Linked DNA regions of Mus musculus: all the other regions are linked to region 2. The links are chromatin contacts, called in public Hi-C maps. All regions are on one chromosome and are shown on one strand. Each heading gives the region's core, a stretch centred on a gene start, on an enhancer-like site or on the middle of the called end of the contact. The rest is flanking DNA. Distances are from core to core; before and after follow the strand shown.

Region 1 (4,802 bases), core at 1,318-3,817, 740 kb after region 2:
TTTGGCCAACATATAAAGCGATTGAGGATTTACTACAGAGAGCAGAGGTCTTGGCTTAGTGGCAGGCAGCAAAGTAGCATAATATGAGAAAAAGTCCCCAACAGTCATATAATAATAGATGGCCACAAAGGAACCAGGCTGAAAAGGGTTTCATTGTAGTTGTTGTTGTTGGTTGATTGGTTGGTTGGTTGCTTGGTTTTGTTGCTGTTGTTTTGTTTTTGGAGTTGGTATTATTTGGTTTAAATTGCTATAAGATGTCTTGACATTTTGTTTTGTCTTATTTTTACTCATATCTAAGTACAGTGTCTACTTCAATTAGTGTTCTTGCAAAGCCCTTCTCCAAACTTACATGGAGCTGCAATGTTTTAGGTCATATAGCAGGCAGATTTGGTTATGTTAACTCTCAGTCATTTCCTCTCCAGAATGTGTTAGGTGAAATTGTACTACATGGCTTACTAGGTCACAGTGAAGTTAGCAAGTGGCTTGGCACTGAAGGAAAGCAATAAAAGAGAAAGAAGCAGGGTTCACACTTATACCCTGCCTCTCAACCACAGGACACTGGCTACCCTAAGCAGAAATAAGAATGGCTCAATAACACCTTACAGATATGATTGTGGCTAAGTAGGGGCATCTGTGGACCCTATGGGCATGGAGTCAACATGAAATGACAATAAGATAATGCAATAGACATCTGGAGAATGAGGTTTGAGTGCCTCATTTTGTGTCTTTCATGGTGGCTGACCCATAGTCTTGAATATTCAGTCAGTCTGATTAAAAAAAAAAAAAAAAAGACTGCCTGGTATTCATTTCTTTATCTCTGGGTGGCTCACTGAAAAGGGGAGTCATTATTATTTACTGCCTGCCATAGTGGATGGGATGAAAAGAGAGGAAAAAGAAGGCTGTGTATTTCCCAGCCATGGGAAACACTGCTGTGTCATGTTTCTGAAAAGCCCTGAAGACATTGCTAAGGATACTTACTGGGAAGGGTCAATCTGCCTTCAAACTCCGCTCCTGGAGGAAACTATTCTGAGAAAATGCATCTACGTCCCACCACATTGTCCACTGGCCTTTCTCATAAACCAATCTCCAACCCTCTAGCCTTTCAGAAAGTCCTTTAAGAATTTCACACTGAGAAAACCTTTCTTTCAGCTGAACTTCAAGAAAGTTACCTTTTAAAAAAGAAAAAGAAAAGAAAAGAAAAGAACAATTTGGGAAAGTGGGAAGAAAGATTTTTTTCCCCCAAGTAGGATGTCATAACTTTTATATTGTACCAAAAAAATTAGATAACCCCTTCTCCCAAGGAGCTAATAAAAAGGTAGATGTGAAACAAACAAAAAATTAATTCAGTCAAGCACGTGCACAGAGGAATCTAACCAGTGTGTGAGTGAAAATAGTAAGCTGTCCCTACTTGATGAGTGGGTCAGGGCAGGTTCCATACCGTAGGAGATGGAACCCATGGAATTGGTCTTGAAAGGTCAAGGAATGTTTCAGAAGAGACAGGATAGCGTTGGGGGGGGGGGGACAGCAGGCAGCAGCACAGAGGACAAAGTGAGAAGGTGAGGAAGGGTGTGTCTGCTGCCATGCGTGGTTCTCTCTGGACAGAGTGAATGAGGAGTGAGCCAGGCTAGGTTGTGACAGTAATGTCTAGACAATGGTGAGCACAGATTCACCCCCAGAATTCCTATAAGCTCTCCAGTTAAAGCCATGTGTTTCAGCCTACACAACTCTATAAAATTTTTCCTTTATTTTTTGTTTTATGTGTGTAAGTGCATGTATAGCTGTGCACCGCATAATTGCAATGCCCACAGAGGCCAGAAGAGGGCGTCAAATCTCCTGGGACTGGAGTTACATATGGTTGTAAGCAACATGTGGATGCTGGAATTCAAACTCAGGTCGTCTGGGAGAGCCAGGTCTTAACCACCCCTCTAAATGGATCTTTTCAAAGATAGGACGCATTTCTCTCAGGGAAGGAGTAGATTTTCTCAGAACTGACTGAGCAAACTGCTTTGTAGCTAAACAGAGATCCCAAGTATCTCACTGGGGTAGATGTTTGGTGCAGATGACAAGAGAGGAGGAGGTTTTGCAATAGGGAAGGGAGGTGACAAGAGGATGGTAAGAAGTATCAAGACAGACATCCACTAGCAAGAGTCTAAGAAGAGGTATAATACAGAGACAGATAGATGCATCCTTCTATCTGGGCAGATTTCCTAGAGACTATATAGAGTCTCAAGTTCAAAGGGTAGATTAATAGCCCAGACACGGAGGCAGAGATACATGAAGAAGGAGAAAGATGCTAGATCTTCCATGTGTCATTTCATCAGCTCTCCATGTGTCAAGGGGCATCTGCTGACCTATGAGTCACAGGTCCTGTCCTACACATGGGAAACACCAGGATGACAGAAGCTGGGCCGTGCTTCTATCGAATTTCCGCTTCTGTCTGAAACCTCGCAGGAGATCAAGCCTCTGAGATGGCCAAACATCTGTGGCACTGAAACAGACATCAATAAGTGTCTTAAGTAGCTGAGCAATACAACCCCAGTCACGGTGGGCATCCAGAGAACAGGGAGCATGGCAGATGTCGGAAGTAGGAGCAGCTAGGCAGTGTCAATGTGGTTATATATTTGACAGCAAAATGAGATTCGTGTCAGAAGTCTCCAGACTGAGCCCCAATGGACCACAGCCCCAGAGATGCTCTCTCCCTCTCCCTCTCCCTCTCCCTCTCCCTCTCCCTCTCCCTCTCCCTCTCCCTCTCCCTCTCCCTCTCCCTCTCCCTCTTCCTCCCCCTCCCCACTCCCCCTTCCCCTCTCCCTCCCTCTCCCCCACTCCCCCTCCCCCTCCTCTTCTTTCCCTCTCCCCTTCCCCTCTCCCTCTCCCCCTCACTCTGAGAGAACTAGGTGGCTATGACCAGGCTCCTTTCAGGAGTATTAGCTCTAAGAACATGTTCATTTAAAAAAAAAAAATGAAACAACCAACCACAAAGCCTGTCATAATGAAAAGGTCTCGTGAGGTCCTGCAGTTGGTACTGGCTTACCAAAGAGGCAGAGCCTAGAGAACGATTTTTAAAGCCCTTTGCAAATCACATCTGCTCAAAATACTGCATCTTCATCAGCCCATTGCCAATTGAGAAACCTGGAATGGCAAAGTGCTCTTTAAACGGAGGGAGGGAGGGGGTTCTCTTTTTTGAAAACCATGAAGACATGTCTAGCAGAATTTATTTTTACTGCTTAAAGCCATAGGTTATATTTGACTTTTGCTTTCTGGAATGTCTCTAAGGAATTTATTTAGTCTTATCCTTCATTCAGAAAAATAGGTATTTTCCTTCCTTTAATTTTTCTCCCTTCTTGGCATCATTTCTGAAGGCCTGTGTCCCTGTGCTCAGAGGCCCTGCTCAGTTCATTGTTCCTAGATAATTTGAAACACACAGACTTGCTCTAAGGACATCGTATGGTCCACTCTGAGAACAGATTACAGCTGCCAGTTATGATCCTCTTCTTCTCTCGGTTCCTCCGAGCAAAGGAAGGGCACCATCTGGTCCAGGACCCAGCCCTGTCTTGGAGACTCGGTCAGCAGCTCCCGCCCTTCTGTTCTCACAGGCTCAGTCCAGCTGCTCTCCAGACCCTTCTCTCTTCCAGCTCAATGCTGGGTCCACCTTCTCTTCATTTAGCTGCATGGTTCTTCCTCCATATATTTTTACTCTCCAGCCTGTTGTGGGGCTAGCCAGATCCTTCGTCTCAGACTCCTGCCTGTCTTCATGGACTTCTAGAAAACCTAGATGAAGACACTGAAAGTTATTTTCCTCCCTGAAATAAAGCTTTGGTCTCTAAGATGTGTGTCCTGACAAGGTACTTGCATCTGATCCATGACAACCTAATTGCAACAAGTTTGAAAATCCTTTTTCATTTTAGGTTTATTGGTCTGGTCATGATCACAGAAAACAATACCTGATTGTTCGAGAATATACTTTGGATTTGCATATGTTATTAGAAGAAAAGAAAATAAGGTAGTTCCTAGGGACAGGACTAACAATACAAGAACTAGTGAGAAATCCTAAACAGAATTTTGGTAAGAGTCTATTCTATGGTGAGCATGATTTCTCTTCTAGGACCTTACTTTACCAAAATCCCTTGGTAAAAATCTCTGGTTCTTATTGTGGATTTGGAATGAACATGCTGAGACACTAGAGTGACCTGCTTAGATGCTAGAATGGGAGAGAGAGAGAGAGAGAGAGAGAGAGAGAGAGAGAGAGAGAGAGAGAGATCTGTGCATGAGATGAGATGATTCACTGCATATTGCATAGAATATGAACACCTTATTGTAGAGTATCCATATCCAATCCCAAGAGTCAAATGCAAGAGTCATTAATAGCAATTGTTCATTACTAGTGGGCAGGATTCCCAGGCCTCATATGGTTTGCATATAAAACGGCCCTATAGGCTTATGTGTTGAAGGCGTGTTCCCTGGCTGGTGAGACCATGAGATTAGGAGGAGAGCAGATCAACAGAGAGCTAATTGTATCAACAGCCCACTTCTCCACTAATGACTTCACAACCGAATTTGCCAGTAAGAGGTGGGACCGGATTTTTTTAAAAAGGTAGACCATTCCTTTGAAGTGCTTGCTCTGTCCCTGGTTCCAATCTGTCTTCCTACCTCCTGTCCACCATGAGATGAGCCTCCGTGTTCCACCAGATGTCCCCCGACATGATGTACAAACTCTTCACACATGGGCCCAGAAGCCGCAGCACCAAGTGACTGTGAGCTGAAACTTCTCCTTTAGTTGATTTTGCTCATGTATTCTGTCACTG
Region 2 (4,595 bases), core at 1,951-4,450:
AGAGCCAGTAAGCGGGTTTCCACTCCAGGTTTCTTTCTTTTTTAAAAAAGATTTATTTTATCTATATGAGTACACTGTACATGGTTGTGAGCCACCGTGTGGTTGCAGGGACCTCTGGAAAAGCAGTCAGTGCTCTTAACCGCTGAGCCATCTCACCAGCCTCCTGACTCCAGGTTTCTGCCTTCAGTTCCTGCCTGGACTTCCCTCAGCGATGGACTTTGACCTGGAAGTATAAGCTGAAGCAAGCCCTTTCTTCCCCAGGCTGCTTTTGGTCAGAGTGTTCATCATAGCGACAGAAGGAGACTGGAACACTGTGCTTGCTGCCTCGTGGGGACCTGGGGTTGGGTCTCAGCGCTGCTGTAAGAAGCCAGGCACGTCTGCACAGGCATGTGACCCCAGTGCTGTATAGATGGTGGGGACAGGAAGGTCACTCACTGGGCCTTGCTGGCTTCCAGCCTAGCTCCCAGTTCAGTGACGATCCCGTCTCAAGGGAACAAGGTGGGCGGGGCGGGGCGCTGATAGAACAGGACACCCAGCGTCTTCCCCTGGCCTCCACGTGGGCTCACCTGTACATATGTACAAATATCACACGTGTATGCCACAAACAGACATACAAAGCAGGAAGGGGGTGTTAGGGTCTGTGAAGGACCAGAACGTGGTGGTCACTGATCATGGCATGTCAGGATGCCACTTACATGATGTGTTCTGGAATGCTGTTAAGAAATCACAAAATAGAATGTCTGAATGCTTTGCTATGCAAGGTCATCTCTTGGCAAGATCTTCAGTATTAAGTTGCACAAATATGCAAATTAGGGTTAGTAATTGCAAGTGGATATTAGCCCAGAAACTTAGGATACCCAAGATATAAGATACAATTTGCTAAACGCATGAAACTCAAGAAGAACGAAGACCAAAGTGTGGGCCCTTTGCCCCTTCTTAGAATTGGGAACAAAACACCCATGGAAGGAGTTACAGAGACAAAGTTTGGAGCTGTGACGAAAGGATGGACCATCTAGAGGCTGTCATATCCGGGGATCCATCCCATAATCAGCTTCCAAACGCTGACACCATTGCATACACTAACAAGATTTTGCTGAAAGGACCCAGATATAGCTGTCTCTTCTGAGACTATGCTGGGGCCCAGCAAACATAGAAGTGGATGCTCACAGTCAGCTATTGGATGGATCACAGGGCCCCCAATGGAGGAGCTAGAGAAAGTAGCCAAGGAGCTAAAGGGAACTGCAACCCTATAGGTGGAACAACATTATGAACTAACCAGTACCCCGGAGCTCTTGACTCTAGCTGCATATGTATCAAAAGATGGCCTAGTCGGCCATCACTGCAAAGAGAGGCCCATTGGACATGCAAACTTTATATGCCCCAGTACAGGGGAACGCCAGGGCCAAGAAGTGGGAGTGGGTGGGTAGGGGAGTGGGAGGAGGGTATGGGGGACTTTTGGTATAGCATTGGAAATGCAAATGAGGAAAATACCTAATAAAAATATTAAAAAAGAATATTTAGCCTCATGACATAGGCCATGAAGCACTGATTATTTTGACCCAATCTTTGAAATTCAGAGAACTTAGCCTTATTTCTTGTAAGAATCTTCAGAGAACCATGGCAGAAAGGAGGCTGAGAAATGAGGGGCCAAAGTTAAGTTTGGAGGCTTAGTAGGGTTAGTAATTGCTTACAGGACTTTGGGCACATGATTGAATTCTCCCTTTTATAAGTTGGAGCTAATAAACGTAAGTGCCAGACGAGTCCTTTAGAGCGCCCCAGAAGTACAATTTACTTCCAGCGTGAAGGTGAGCTGCTTTTGTTATACTGGGTTTTCTTGAGGCAGGTTTTGACAGTGGATTCGGAAGGTCCCTTGCCTATTTCTGCTTGTCTACTGTGACAGTCAACCTGAGGAAGATCTCGGACCCACCATCTCTTTCTGAATCTTCCTGCAGAGGATAGTCTTAGCCTCTGTGCAGAGTGCTGGTGAGCCAACCTGTCATGGGTGACCTTCAGTTTATAAGCTAGGGCTGACCCTTGACACACAGCTTAGCTTTTTCGCTCTCAAGAATGTTCTGGGGGCCCTGGTGCTAAGAGGCTTCTGTTGCCCACAGCAAGTGACCCATTAGCACTCCTTTCTTTTTTCACCCCCCTCTGTCTCCTTTGGTCAGTCCCTGCTTCTCCTTCCTGGCAAATGCTTGCACATAGATGACCTGTTGCTGAACTCTCCTGTCTTGACTGGTTCTAGGAACACCAAGCAAAGACAGCCTTACTCTTCATTAGACTATGCTGAGCTGATGCCCCATTTTGGATGAGCAACATGATGGGAGAGTGATGGAGAGGTCCCCTCTGTTGTTTCGTTGGCAAAGGTCTACTATCTACCATGGTTGGAAATAATCACAATGGAGATTAAATATCCAGGAAGTGCTAGTACTATCCAGAGCCAACCTTCACAGCACCAGAAGATCATACAAGTGCCAAGCCCTCTCCTCTCCCTGGAGCAGGACTGTATCTCCTCAGGGACAAAGGCCACACCTAAGGAAAGTCCCTAACAACACTGCATTTGGTTGAGACTCTGGAGAGCCTGCCAGGCTGTTCTGGAGACTGGGGTATGGCGTCCAGGTTCTCATCCAAGACACTCAGTCTTGAAGGAAGAACAGATAGTTTAAATGGGAAGTCTCAAAATTTCCCCTAATTGAATTCGACAGACCATTAAGTGGTTCTATACAGGATCTGTATGTTGTCACAGCACTCTGGTGATAGGGAGGCTCCAGGCCCTTGGCTTTTCAAGCAAATGCAATATCGTTTCTGAGCTGTTAGATTTTCTTTTCCTGTATATTTTTGGGTGTGGTTAATGTTGTTAGATCTATGCTCCTGCCTCAGGTCGGGGGGTTGGTGGGGAACAGAGGTGTGTATCTTTCTCTTCCTGCGTTTGCCCGTGCCCTGTGCCAGAGGTCATTTGATCGCGGAGCTTGTGCACTTGTTTTCTGAAAACAGTGGTGTCTCTGGATGCACACGCTTTTAAAAATGGAGGACAGCAGCCCTTTGAGTTTGTAGATGGAGCAGTTTGCCCTTTGCAGTGAGCTGTTTATAAAACACTGAGCACAAATGAACAGCCAGTCACAGACCTGCCAGCTGTGCAGGCAGGACCAGCCGCTTCCCATTGTACAGACAAAGTGGAGGCGGGGTTTGAGGAAACTCTTCAACTTCCTCAGGGGAGCTAGCAGCTACAGCTAGGAGGCTGACCCACAGCTTTCTTCAACCTTGCCTCCTGCATCGTGTGTGTGTGTGTGTGTGTGTGTGTGTGTGTGTGTGTGTGTGTGTGTGTGTGGTGTGTGGTGTGTGTGTGTGTGTGTGGTGTGTGGTGTGTGTGTGTGTGTTGTGTGGTGTGTGTGTGTGTGTGTGTGGTGTGTGTGTGTGTGTGTGTGTGTGTGTGGTGTGTGGTGTGTGTGTGTGTGTTGTGTGGTGTGTGTGTGTGTGTGTGTGGTGTGTGTGTGTGTGTGTGTGTGTGTGTGGTGTGTGTGTGTGTGTGTGTGTGTGTGTGTGTGTGTGTGGTGTGTGTGTGTGTGTGTGTGTGTGGTGTGTGTGTGTGTGTGTGTGTGTGTGTGTGTGTGTGGTGTGTGTGTGTGTGTGTGTGTGTGTGTGTGTGTGTGTTTGGATTTCAGGACTAGTATGTTAAGTCTCATCTCGGGTGCAGGGCGAGGAAGGAGTAAGGATGGAGATGCACTAGGAAGAAGAAAATTATTATTTCCAAAACATGATGCCCCATGTCAGGACCCAGCCAGGGCAAAAGGGGTGCAGCTGTGGCTGTGTGAGGGGGAACCCTAGCCTCACCGCTGCAGGTGAGAAGAGCCAGTCTCACCATTGGGATCTCGGGGAAGAAAAGATGGCCGCCAAGGGAAGAGCACTGGTGTCTTTCTAATTGTTTTCTTTTGGCACGGAGCCTAAGGTGTCGACAAAAAGTTGGACCCATAGAAATTGGCATTAGAATCTGGAGACACAGCCCATCTACAGTTAGCTTTGCCTTTGATGTCTTTGTTTGCATGATATTGTGCCCAGGTGACCAAAGCGTTGCTACTCAGTCGCGGAACCTGGTTAAGACTTCCTGGGTTCAAGTCCCAGCTCCACACTCAGCAGCCACTGGATCTTGAACCTGTTTTCTGATGCTCCGTCTTCACCTAGCAGGTGACAACACGTTAGCGTGAACACGCCGGATGCACCCCAGCCTGGCTTATGATGGCAGCGTCATAAATGTTAGCTCAGGGTGCTGTCTCCGAAGAGAATACCTGGCAAACTAAGTTTTCTTCTGCCTGCCCACTCCTTCCTCTGCCATCATTTGACAGGCACTGGTTCAACCTCTGCATAAACAGGCTTTGGGATTCCCCCCCCCCCCATCCTGTCTTAAAGGCATACATTAATTTTCATTTTCTTCGATCAGGTGGTCCTGTACCAAAACGCTGGGTGTGGCCATGCCACACATTTTGGATCTGACCACTAGGTGGTGATAGAACTTCATCAGCGGGTTCTAAGCCACGATGTAGGTAATTAAAAAAGGAAAGAAAGGAAAGGAAAGGAAAGGAAAGGAGAGGGGAGGGGAG
Region 3 (4,995 bases), core at 1,123-3,622, 890 kb after region 2:
TTTGCTGCAGCCCCAGCCCCATCTTCCTTAACCATTTCCAGAAGAGGGAGCCTGACACCCTGCCGAGCAAGCAAAAACCTGGCTATTGAACAGAGAGCTCACCACAACTTCCTGAGAAGAGCAGAAGTGAAGAGCAGCGCATTTCAGTGATTTTCCCCATTTCCTTTCCTGAAGTCCCCCAGACTGCAAGGTCCCTGAGAGGACTCTGAGGAGTGAGCATCAGGCCTCTGCTGAGAATTCCTCATCAACACCATCTCATAAATGTGCCAGAAAGAGAACTCAGTGTGGCACCGGGACAGAGCTGACACACATTCTGGAGCGAAGAGGAAGAAGGGGCTCTGCCATTGGTAGAAACAAAGCAAGAGCCACATCAAGGCTTTAATCAAATGTCCAGCCTTCAAAACTGTTGAAGCCCTAAGCCAGTCTCATCAGATTCCTCTAGTACGAGGAACCACAAAGAAGAGACTGAAGCACTCTTTTCCCAGGATCCTTTGCAGAAGCCCCAAACCACTAACTCGGAATACAGAGTGGCCTTCTCTCAAACCGGACTAGGTTCTGAGACACCTATTGTAAACATGGTCATGCTTTACCACTCTCCTCCCATACCCCCCTATCCCCCATCCCACCCCACCCCCGCATTTCATCTGTCCTATCAAAGAACCCAAACAGATAAATCAAGCCTGAGACTATTTCACAGCAAAAGGGGCTATTGCTACTACAGGAAACAGAAACTCTGGAGCTGTCCTTGGTGCTAGGTCGGCAGCTGCTGTAGCCCAGGCACTCGGGAGTTCTCACAATATTCTGACTATGCTTCTGCCATATCTCAGTATTATTGCTCTTCCAGGCTGATGATCCCCGTTGATGCCTTTAACTACATCCACTGTCAACCCCGGGATTCCTTGTGTCCCTTCACACAGCCTCCATGAACTAAACTCCGCCTCTTGATTACAATCTCCTACCCACAAACCAGCCTGCTTCTACCTCAAATCACTGAACACAATGTAAGCAGGCCACTGGAGGACTTAAAATACGGAGGGAAGGCTAACAGCACTTTTGCCTCTTAAAAAGAAACTGCTGTCCCCAGTACAAGGAATGTAGGGGATGATAAAATAGGCTAAAAGGGACAGTTAAAGATGAAATGGTAGCCTCAAGGAGCATTTAGGCCCTAGAATAAGCAAGATGTGAATACAGAAAATGAAATTTATGTGAAGAAGAAAGAAGCAGATGTCTAAATAGGCCTGGATTTTTTTCTGGATAAACAATATGTAAGATGTTACTGTTGAATATTAAGCTAGGTACACCAGACCATCAACCAGTGTTAAGAGGAAGTACATCAAATTTAATTGTGAATGTATAGAATTCAGGTAATTTGTCATCCAATATAGGCAGTGATCAAGGGCATGTGGTCATAGTCCAGCTAAAAGGGGATCTAGGGAAAGAATTTCAAATGAGCCCAGTACTTGATGCATTGGAACATGTATCATCAAAGCCATTGATGATTAATAGGAAAATATGAAATACACCCAGAAGACTATGTGTCAGGAAAAGCCCAGAGGAGAAAATATTTTTCTAAGGAGAGACCCATGGTGTCAAATGACCATGCAAGAATGGACTTAGAATGTGTCTAAACAGCATAATGACCGGAAGACCTCAGGCATCCTCTCCCCAGCCAGCTTTTCACTCCATGGATCAGGTGATGGAGAAGCGATTTGAGGTGATCGAAGAGAGCCTGGAAGGTGAGGAGCTGGAAGAGAGAAGAGATACAATCTTTTCACAAGTTGGCTGCGAAAAGGAAGAAAAAGCCAGAGGAGTGGGCCGGGGACACTGTGGAGAGTTTTATTTTTGTTGTGAGGATAGAAATACTCAAATATATTTAGAGACTGAGTGCATTGAGCCAGTCGAGAAGATGTTAAAGATGAGAAAGGAGATAACTGGCAAGCAGAAACCTTCAGGAGGCTGGAATCTGGGGTACAAGGAGCTCTTTCCTCCAGAGAGGGCCACAGAGGTCAGAACACTGAACGTGCCTTTGTGGAGTGAGGAGTTAGGAGGCGCATGCCAAAGCTGCCTTAGATGCCAACGATAGCACGCCCTGGCAGCGCCACTTCACCATCCAAAATAACAAGATTTGTTCCATCAAGAAAACTGGAACGTATCAGTGGGTGTTAGGAGGAAGCAGGTTTTTGTTCAAGAAAGGAAGAAGTTTTTTTTACAGCTTCTGGAGTTGTCCAGAAACCAAAGGCTGCTGTTGAGAGACCTGTCGGGGGCAGCATTCAAGGAGAGAACACTGTTAGAACCTTCCCAGCCATATGGACAACTCTTGCCTGGCCTAGAGGTGACTAGAGAGCCCCTCAGTGGCAGCCAGCCCACTATAGACTCTTTGTCACCCAGCACTCCCAGATCTGTGCCTCTCACACTCCCACCAGCGTGCCTTCCAGCATGCCTCCAACACACATCCAATTTCTCCTCTGAGATATGGTTTGTTCCATGTTTTTCTTTCTTTCTTTTCCCATGCTTCTTGCACTGCTGTGCAAACACCTTCATGGAGCTGTCTCAGGCTGCTCTAGATTCTTATAATCCTCATTTTCCCATTTTCTAACCCAAAGCACAGCTTAGACGTGGAACGTACAGCTTCTCATTTGCTACGGATGCAAGTTGCCTTTACTTCAGGTATCTCCGAGTAGATTGACCAGCCTGCACCAGCAACAATGCTTTCTTCTTCTCTTTTCCTTTCCCTACCCAAGGTCTGTGTCATTGGTTACTGAGCCTAAGAATGTAGGTATTCCCAAAGTACATTTGCCATGCTTTCTCTCACAGAATGTTCCAGGCTGGTAGAGATGGGGAGTGCCCTTTTCAGAAAAACCAAGAGCCATCTCATGCCGTTGGCTTTCCTCAATTATCTCTAACCAGATTACCCTCCTACAGAACACAGAATCCTCCAAGGAGGCCCAGATGGATACATGCTGGCCCCAGGTATTTGGTTAATTGTTTTCATCCTCTTCCTTCTCAAGTAAGGAATTATCTCTTCAAAGCAGTACAGTCCTGGAAAAATGTTAGTGGTGACTCACGCAGGAGTAGGGTTGGGGACTAGCAAGGAATGGGGAGGGGAAAGAGAGAGCACACACACTACTTATGGAGCCTCTGAATGAAGAGCATCGGCCAATTTAGACAATTATACAGCTAAAACAATTAAATAACTTCACAATGGTAGGAGGATGTGTAAACAAAACCCATAACACTACTCTGTAGGCCAAGAGAAAAGCATGCTCGGCCACTGGGGTGGACAGCCTTGCTTCTGTCTGCAGAGCACCCTCCATCAGCAGCAGCAGCAGCAGCAGCAGCAGCATCAACCCCTCTTTTCATGTGAAATGCATTTGCAGTAGGAATCAGCTCTAGTCGAGCTAGGCATAGAATATGCTACTCCTCAGCCTGACTTCTTGAGTCCAAGAAGGGAATAACAGCAAGCTGGGCATACGTTTCTTTATCCCTCAGTGTGACTGAATCCAGGAAAATATTGGCACCCAACACAGCAGATCCTAATTTCACCTGAGAACTAAGACAGAAATAGGATACGGTAAGTAGTCAGTCTTTCTTCCTTTTGGATTATGAACTTGGCCATGCTGGCTTGGTTCTGCCAGAGGCCATATTTTCTTTCAAATGGGTAAGATGTGCCTGAGAACAAAGGCAGCATGTAAGAGAGGCAGAGCCAAGAGATAGAGAAAGCAGAGCCTTGATGAATCATCACTTGCGCTCTGGGTCTACCATTCCTGAAACCTTTAAACTCAACACTCACAAAAGACAACAGCCTTCCCCCTTCATTCTCAAATTAGAGCGTGGTGCTCCCAGTGTTTTGATTTCTCTTGTTTATGTGAAGGAGAGTCTTACCTAATGGAGCCGCTGAGCCAGGGAGCTGATGTTCATTGGGAGTGGATGCCAGACATTGGAGACAGATCTGTGAACCAGAATTATCACACTTCCTGAAACATCAATTCAGTAGGACATTCAGCCTCCTGAGTAATAAAAACAGCTGACCAAATTACTGAAGCAGAAGAAACCATGGGAGAGGGAGTCCAAAAGGAATAGTAGACAAGAAGTGCCAGGCTTCCCCTGATGTAAACTCTAGCTTCAAGGTGTCTGGGAACAGCTGTAATCCTGCAAGAATCTCAGCAACGACTTGAGTACAGTCTAGCCCTGACCTTGAAGATCTCTCAGACATCCTTATTCAATCCAAGGATTTGGCTCACGAGTCCCTGTTTGGAACTCTTTGGTGGTCAACACTGTCAACTGACAAAATCTAAAACTACCTAGAAGGCAAAACTGAGTGTGTCTGTGAAAAAAAATTCTAAGCTAGATCAAATTAGTGAGAAGACCCACTGCAACCATAGACGGCATGGCATGGCCTGGGGTCTACACTACATACAAAAGAGGGAGCGAGCTGGGTGCCACAGACCCTCTGGGCCCCTTTGTCTGCGTGGAACGAGTCTCTGGGGCAGGTGGGCAAGGTGTCGGCGGGTGACAGACAGACCAACACACGAGATGGTGTATAATCTGAATGTATTCTCACAAAGTGAACACCAGTCTTATATAGTACAGAAAATACAAGGGGTCGGAAGTCACAGCAGGCAAAGTACATTGAAGTTGCCTGACACAAAACAAAGGAATGACGACAAAGGGACTTACAGGAACCAGGTAAATGTTTACAGTAAAGATAAAGCAGTCCTGCCTAGGGTCAGCTTAGTGACAGGCAAGGATTTTACACTCTAGTGCTATATCTTTGAACCTTGTGAAGGCTAGCACCAGGGGGTTCTGCTCTTGGCAGGCCTCATGAATAATGTAATATCACAACCCCCCTATTTCCTAGGCCTTGCTAAATTCTTATATGAGTGTAACTTATAAGTAACTGGAGAATCTCCATTTGTCAGAAGAATTTACCAACTTGCTTCTAATATGCAATGTAGCCTGTACTGAAGATTTCTATGTCAGTAGGATTCGCTGGCT
Region 4 (4,625 bases), core at 1,773-4,272, 800 kb after region 2:
GACACTTTTCTTGTACAAGTTTCCCTTGGAACTTTGTAGGGAGAAACAAGGATTTGAGGTGAATCACTGCAATCCAAAGACAACGTGGAGAAAGCTTCACCTGCCCTTTGTCCACTTGACAAAATGCATTAGTGTTCTTTTGGTCCCTGTGACATTAACCCAATTATGAAGAGGATTAATTGGTTCAAGGGAATCCAAGGAGAGGGGGATGAAAGATCAGGAATTCACCAGGACCTGAAAAAGTCCCAAGTGGACCCCAAGCCTTATTCCTCTCTGCTACTTCAAAGTATCCCAGCTTTTCTCTTTGCCTCAGACAAACTTTCTGCATACGAGCGCATAGGTGAGCCTTCAACATTCAAATTTTATCAGTTTACCACCAAAGATGCTTTGTTAGTCTTTATTGACTCAGCAACAGAAATCCTGAGGAGGAAAATTAGTAGCCTGATTTGGGTCATAAATCTACCAGTGGGTCAACAAACTGCCCAGAGGAAGGATGACGATGCTAAGACGATGCCATGTGTTGATAGGCGACCATGAGTGAACTGCTCTAGTGGCCACTGGATGCAGATGAGAGATGCAGGTGTCAGGAGTGAGGGTCAGGAATGCTGGATAGAGAAAACCATAGCAGTCCCTAGCTATAGCATCTGCTGATCACACGTCAGATGCATGCTGTTGTGCTGTGCATGGGAACTCTCTCTCTTAGGCTCATGTTCAAATACTTGCTCCCCATCTGGGTCACTTTTTGGAAAAGCTGTGAAACCATTTGGGTGTAGAGCCTCACAGACTGATATAGAGTAGGTCTTAACAGTTATAAGCCAGCCCACCTCCTGGAACCCAGGACCCTATTCCTGAACGTGTGAGCACCAATTCTACCTCAGTCTCCCTAGTTGTTAGGATTGCTGGCATGCACCGCCACATCTGGCCTCAGACCCACTTCCTATCTGAGCTCACTAAGTCACGGTTGACCATCATAATATAGCTGGTCATGTCACACCCCTGCTACTATGACCATAAGCCAATCCCAAATACTGTGCTTGCTCCACTATATACCCTGAGTCACTGCCAATAAGAAACTCAGGCTTTAACTCACAGTGGGTAAAATGTTTACCTTGTAAATATAAGGATCTGAGTTTGGATCCCCAGCACCCACAGAAAAATACAGCCATACCTCTGGGATGGGAGGAGACAGAAGCAGGAGAATCCTTGGAACTCACTGGCCACCCAGTGTAGCCAAATTTGCAAGTTTCAGATTCATTGAGAGACCCTGCCCCTCCCTCCAAAAGTGGGGATTAATAGAGGAAGCAGACTCCTGATGCCAACATCTGACCTCAGCACAGGTGCACTCATGGACATACCTCAGACAGAGAAAGAACGCACATAGCATGTAAATAATGAATTCATCTGGTATCTATAGCCCGAAATACCTCCTAACACATGCCTACACACCCAGAAGTGAAGACAGCCAACCGCAGCACTGCAACCAACCCTCCGTTCACATCCTGAAGATTCATCAGGCCAGAGATGAGGAGGATCAGTCAGGAATCTTCTTGGAAGAAACTGGGCTTCCTTCTCTGTCAAGTTAAGGAAGTGGCAGGCTGTTTTCAGAGGTCCCAGCAACTCTGGTGCTCCATTTCTTCAGAAAGTCCCTGTGAGGAATTAGGCCAGACCCATCCCAGTAACACATTTCCTTCTAAAGCAAGCATACTTCCAAACTCAATATCTGGCGTCTTCAAGGGGAGTAGAATATTTTTTAGGGCTTCCTCTATCAAGAGAATCACCTAATGGTGGGATTAGAAACATCTTCTAATTAAACAGCTCTCAAGCAAATTCATTTGCATATTATTTGACTTGCTTAATAAGAATGGATTAAATTACCTCTCTTATGGGGCTGTGGCAAATCTTTTTAATCAGAGCACCAGAGGACATTCTAAGTGCTCTGGCCACATAAGGTGGGGGCCAAACATGACCCAGACACAGTTAGAAAAAGAGGTGAATGTGAGCTCAAAGACTGGGGAAATAAGCTTAGAGATAATTGCATAATAATCTCTCTATTCTCATTCACGCCAGTCACCTTGACAGGGGGATTACATGGATTAAGTCTGGGTTTGTTCCAGAATTCATTTTCAAAATTATAGAAATCACTGTGGTGAGCAAAGCCATTTAACCTGAACCACGAGTTTAGACGTGGTAACTGACAATCATGTAGTTGTTTGGAGAGTCTAGCCGAACCTCAGTGAACATTTAACGAGCTCGTACCGTGCTGTGTGCTTTCTGGAGCTGATCTCCGTCACCCTCATCGCAATCCAGCACAGACACCTTCTCTAGTCGCTACAGTAACATCAGACCAGTGTGGCTCAGCAGTCTGAACTCCAGAGCCAGGATCCTGCTTCTTCAGATTTCCAATTCCGTCACACTGGGGAAGCTAGTTAGCATCTTTATCCCTTGTTTTCTTGTTTGGGAAATGTGAGTGGACATAATTCTATGTCCTCAAGAATCAGTGAAAGAATTAAGTTACAGATCATGAAACCAAAGTGTCTGATACAGAACACACTTCCCTGTAAACAGGAAACGTTGTTATTATTAGTATTCCCACATCTGTATCTAGCCCACAAATGGCTGAGGAATGGGTCCAAGATCCACCAGCTAGCAAAAAGAACAAACCAACCTCTTGTCATGTGTACAGAAAAAGCTAGTGCCCCACAGCCAAGCTGGTGCTACGGATGCTGTACTGCAGACCACCAAGTGCAGACACGGAAACACATTTGCTTCCGTCAGTGATCTTGTTCTCTGGGTGCATGCCATTATCCCTTGCTAATGAGCATCCTGACTGGGGATGCTCCTTAAGGAGCCTGGGATTGATGCCCCAAGTTGCAGTTGTCAGGACCCATTTCTCTAAGAAGCCAGCTGTGGTCAGAGATAACCACGCCTGCCAAAGAGAAACTCCCCCAGCATCGTGCTCCTGTCTGCGTGAATGAATTCCAAAGGGCTTTGTGCTGCCACAGAAAGAGAAGGAAGAGGTCAGCTCAGGGGGAAATGGGGTCTGATGGATCACCTGCTCAGCGTGTGGTTGATGTCAGTGTGCCGTGAAAGACAGCGGGCAAGGCAGGACTATTTTCTCTGCCTTGGCTGGAAAATACCGGGGTCTGGTGTGGCCAGGGAAGGGAAGTAAATTCCTGCAGGATGGGAAGGAACAGGGCCCCCCCTGGTTTTTCTGGGTTGGAAATTGAGTAAATTAACAATCATCATCTCAAATGATCGTTCCTTCGGGGGCTTCTGTGTCTCTGTTTTCTGATCAGAAGAACAAGAACAGATTCTGAACTGCCCTCTAGGAGACCTGTTGGTGTCCCTTAAAAATACGTGATAATAGAGCCCAGCTATTTTTCCTGGCCCTACTTGAGCCAGGGGTGGAGGAGGAACGCAGGATTGGAAAACCTCTGACTTTATCACGGAAGGGTGGCAGCATCTCTGTGTACTTGGCTCCTGTAGAAAGTTGTCCAGAGAATTCCCAGCTCTAGCCTAGAGTCAGGAGATGGCAAGAGTAGGGGCTGAGGGCGTGGAGCCCAGAGTCACAGTGTGGATGACTTTGGACCCTGGCCCTGACCTGCTTTCCCAACAGCTTTGGCCTCCCCACTCCCTGGGCACTCCACTGTTGTCACTGCAGACACTCCACTCTCCACCTTGTATTCTGCAGTCTCCAGGCCTGTTGCTATAGTGCCCACCTGAATGTCAATAAACAGCGGCCGAAGCACCTGAAAAAAAAAATACATGATAAATAAATAACACCAGGAAGAGGGTCTGAAAGAATGGCTCGGTTGGTAAAATGTTTGCAGCACAAAAATGTAGACCTTAGGTCAGTCCCCAGAAGTCATATTTAAAAATCAGGGCATCGTGCATCACCCCTTTCCCAGATACCTCCTAACTAACTCCAGCTAGTATCCAGACCACTATCACAAAGAGCCCCACTTCTCTCCCTAAGATTCTCTGCCTCCACAATCCTTAAGACTGGCAGTGATATGGGGTGCACACCCCAAGTTAGCAGGTATCACAGGTTTCTCATTTATAGTTATACTCTGATCCCTTATCTTACTTCTAACAGTAAACTGAGTGTGGGTGTCTTTCTCTGGCAAAGTGCCCCCTAGGAGTCCCCACAGTCCACAGATGGTTTTCCCACGGCTGCTGATCTAGATAGAAACCATGCAAGTCTACTTGATCCACCATGATCATGGCCTCTTGTAGCCACAGAGTGGCACTGTTGGAAGCAGACCCCATGCAGTCCTGTGCTTGGCCACTGTGCTCCTGACATTGCCAGAGAGCCTGCCTCTGTGGTTCTAGGAGAGAGGATCAATTTCTCCCTTGCTGCTGAGTGTGGAGAATAGCGTCAATGCTACAGGTCCTACAGTTCAGTTCTGTGGTTACTCACACAGGATGACGCAGGCCAGGAATGGAGCCAGAGGTAAGCCAAGACAATCCACTAGTGTAGTGGTGACACTGTGAAGCTACTGGACAACGGTTGTGAAACTAAGGGGGAGAAAGCATGGTGGCCATGCTCTGGCACTGAGCACAGCACTGGAGTAGACCACCACAGCAGGAGCATGTGACATAACTAGCAGACTGACTCAGCCTTG

Evidence for each region. Hi-C and Micro-C count contacts between places; a contact is called where the count stands out from the background.
Region 1: a contact with region 2 is called in a Hi-C map of the N1E-115 cell line, with 4 times the contacts expected there. The contact joins two enhancer-like sites. A contact is called at or near these places in 1 of 15 datasets of contacts at CTCF or cohesin (the NIH/3T3 cell line) and 5 of 484 Hi-C or Micro-C datasets (the N1E-115 cell line, embryonic stem cells, nephron progenitors and 1 more).
Region 3: a Hi-C map of cerebral cortex shows a contact between it and region 2, with 7 times the contacts expected there. The contact joins two enhancer-like sites. A contact is called at or near these places in 7 of 484 Hi-C or Micro-C datasets (adipose-derived mesenchymal stem cells, cerebral cortex, cortical neurons and 3 more) and 2 of 115 datasets of contacts at active chromatin or transcription factors (embryonic basal ganglia and embryonic midbrain).
Region 4: a contact with region 2 is called in a Hi-C map of the N1E-115 cell line, with 7 times the contacts expected there. The contact joins two enhancer-like sites. A contact is called at or near these places in 2 of 15 datasets of contacts at CTCF or cohesin (both in the NIH/3T3 cell line), 25 of 484 Hi-C or Micro-C datasets (the AML12 cell line, the N1E-115 cell line, adipose-derived mesenchymal stem cells and 9 more) and 3 of 115 datasets of contacts at active chromatin or transcription factors (differentiating embryonic stem cells, embryonic basal ganglia and kidney).

Annotation. Positions count from the first base shown.
Region 1 is chr19:54,322,201-54,327,002 of GRCm38.p6, reverse strand. No RefSeq gene overlaps it. Among named protein-coding and RNA genes, the nearest start is that of Gm41866, 120 kb to the right of the region's middle. Within about 2 kb of position 2,567, at least 2 of the 459 cell types and tissues checked have an H3K27ac peak or open chromatin away from gene starts, as enhancers often do. A contact at or near this core is called in the N1E-115 cell line, where this site is marked.
Region 2 is chr19:55,062,021-55,066,615 of GRCm38.p6, reverse strand. No RefSeq gene overlaps it. Among named protein-coding and RNA genes, the nearest start is that of Gpam, 35 kb to the left of the region's middle. Within about 2 kb of position 3,200, at least 38 of the 459 cell types and tissues checked have an H3K27ac peak or open chromatin away from gene starts, as enhancers often do. A contact at or near this core is called in the N1E-115 cell line and cerebral cortex, where this site is marked.
Region 3 is chr19:54,171,713-54,176,707 of GRCm38.p6, reverse strand. Gm41865 (a long non-coding RNA gene) reads right to left here. Exons shown (of 3, transcript XR_877925.1): 2 at 3,883-3,949; 3 at 1,591-1,744. Among named protein-coding and RNA genes, the nearest start is that of Gm41865, 19 kb to the right of the region's middle. Within about 2 kb of position 2,372, at least 10 of the 459 cell types and tissues checked have an H3K27ac peak or open chromatin away from gene starts, as enhancers often do. A contact at or near this core is called in cerebral cortex, where this site is marked.
Region 4 is chr19:54,257,733-54,262,357 of GRCm38.p6, reverse strand. No RefSeq gene overlaps it. Among named protein-coding and RNA genes, the nearest start is that of Gm41866, 59 kb to the right of the region's middle. Within about 2 kb of position 3,022, at least 7 of the 459 cell types and tissues checked have an H3K27ac peak or open chromatin away from gene starts, as enhancers often do. A contact at or near this core is called in the N1E-115 cell line, where this site is marked.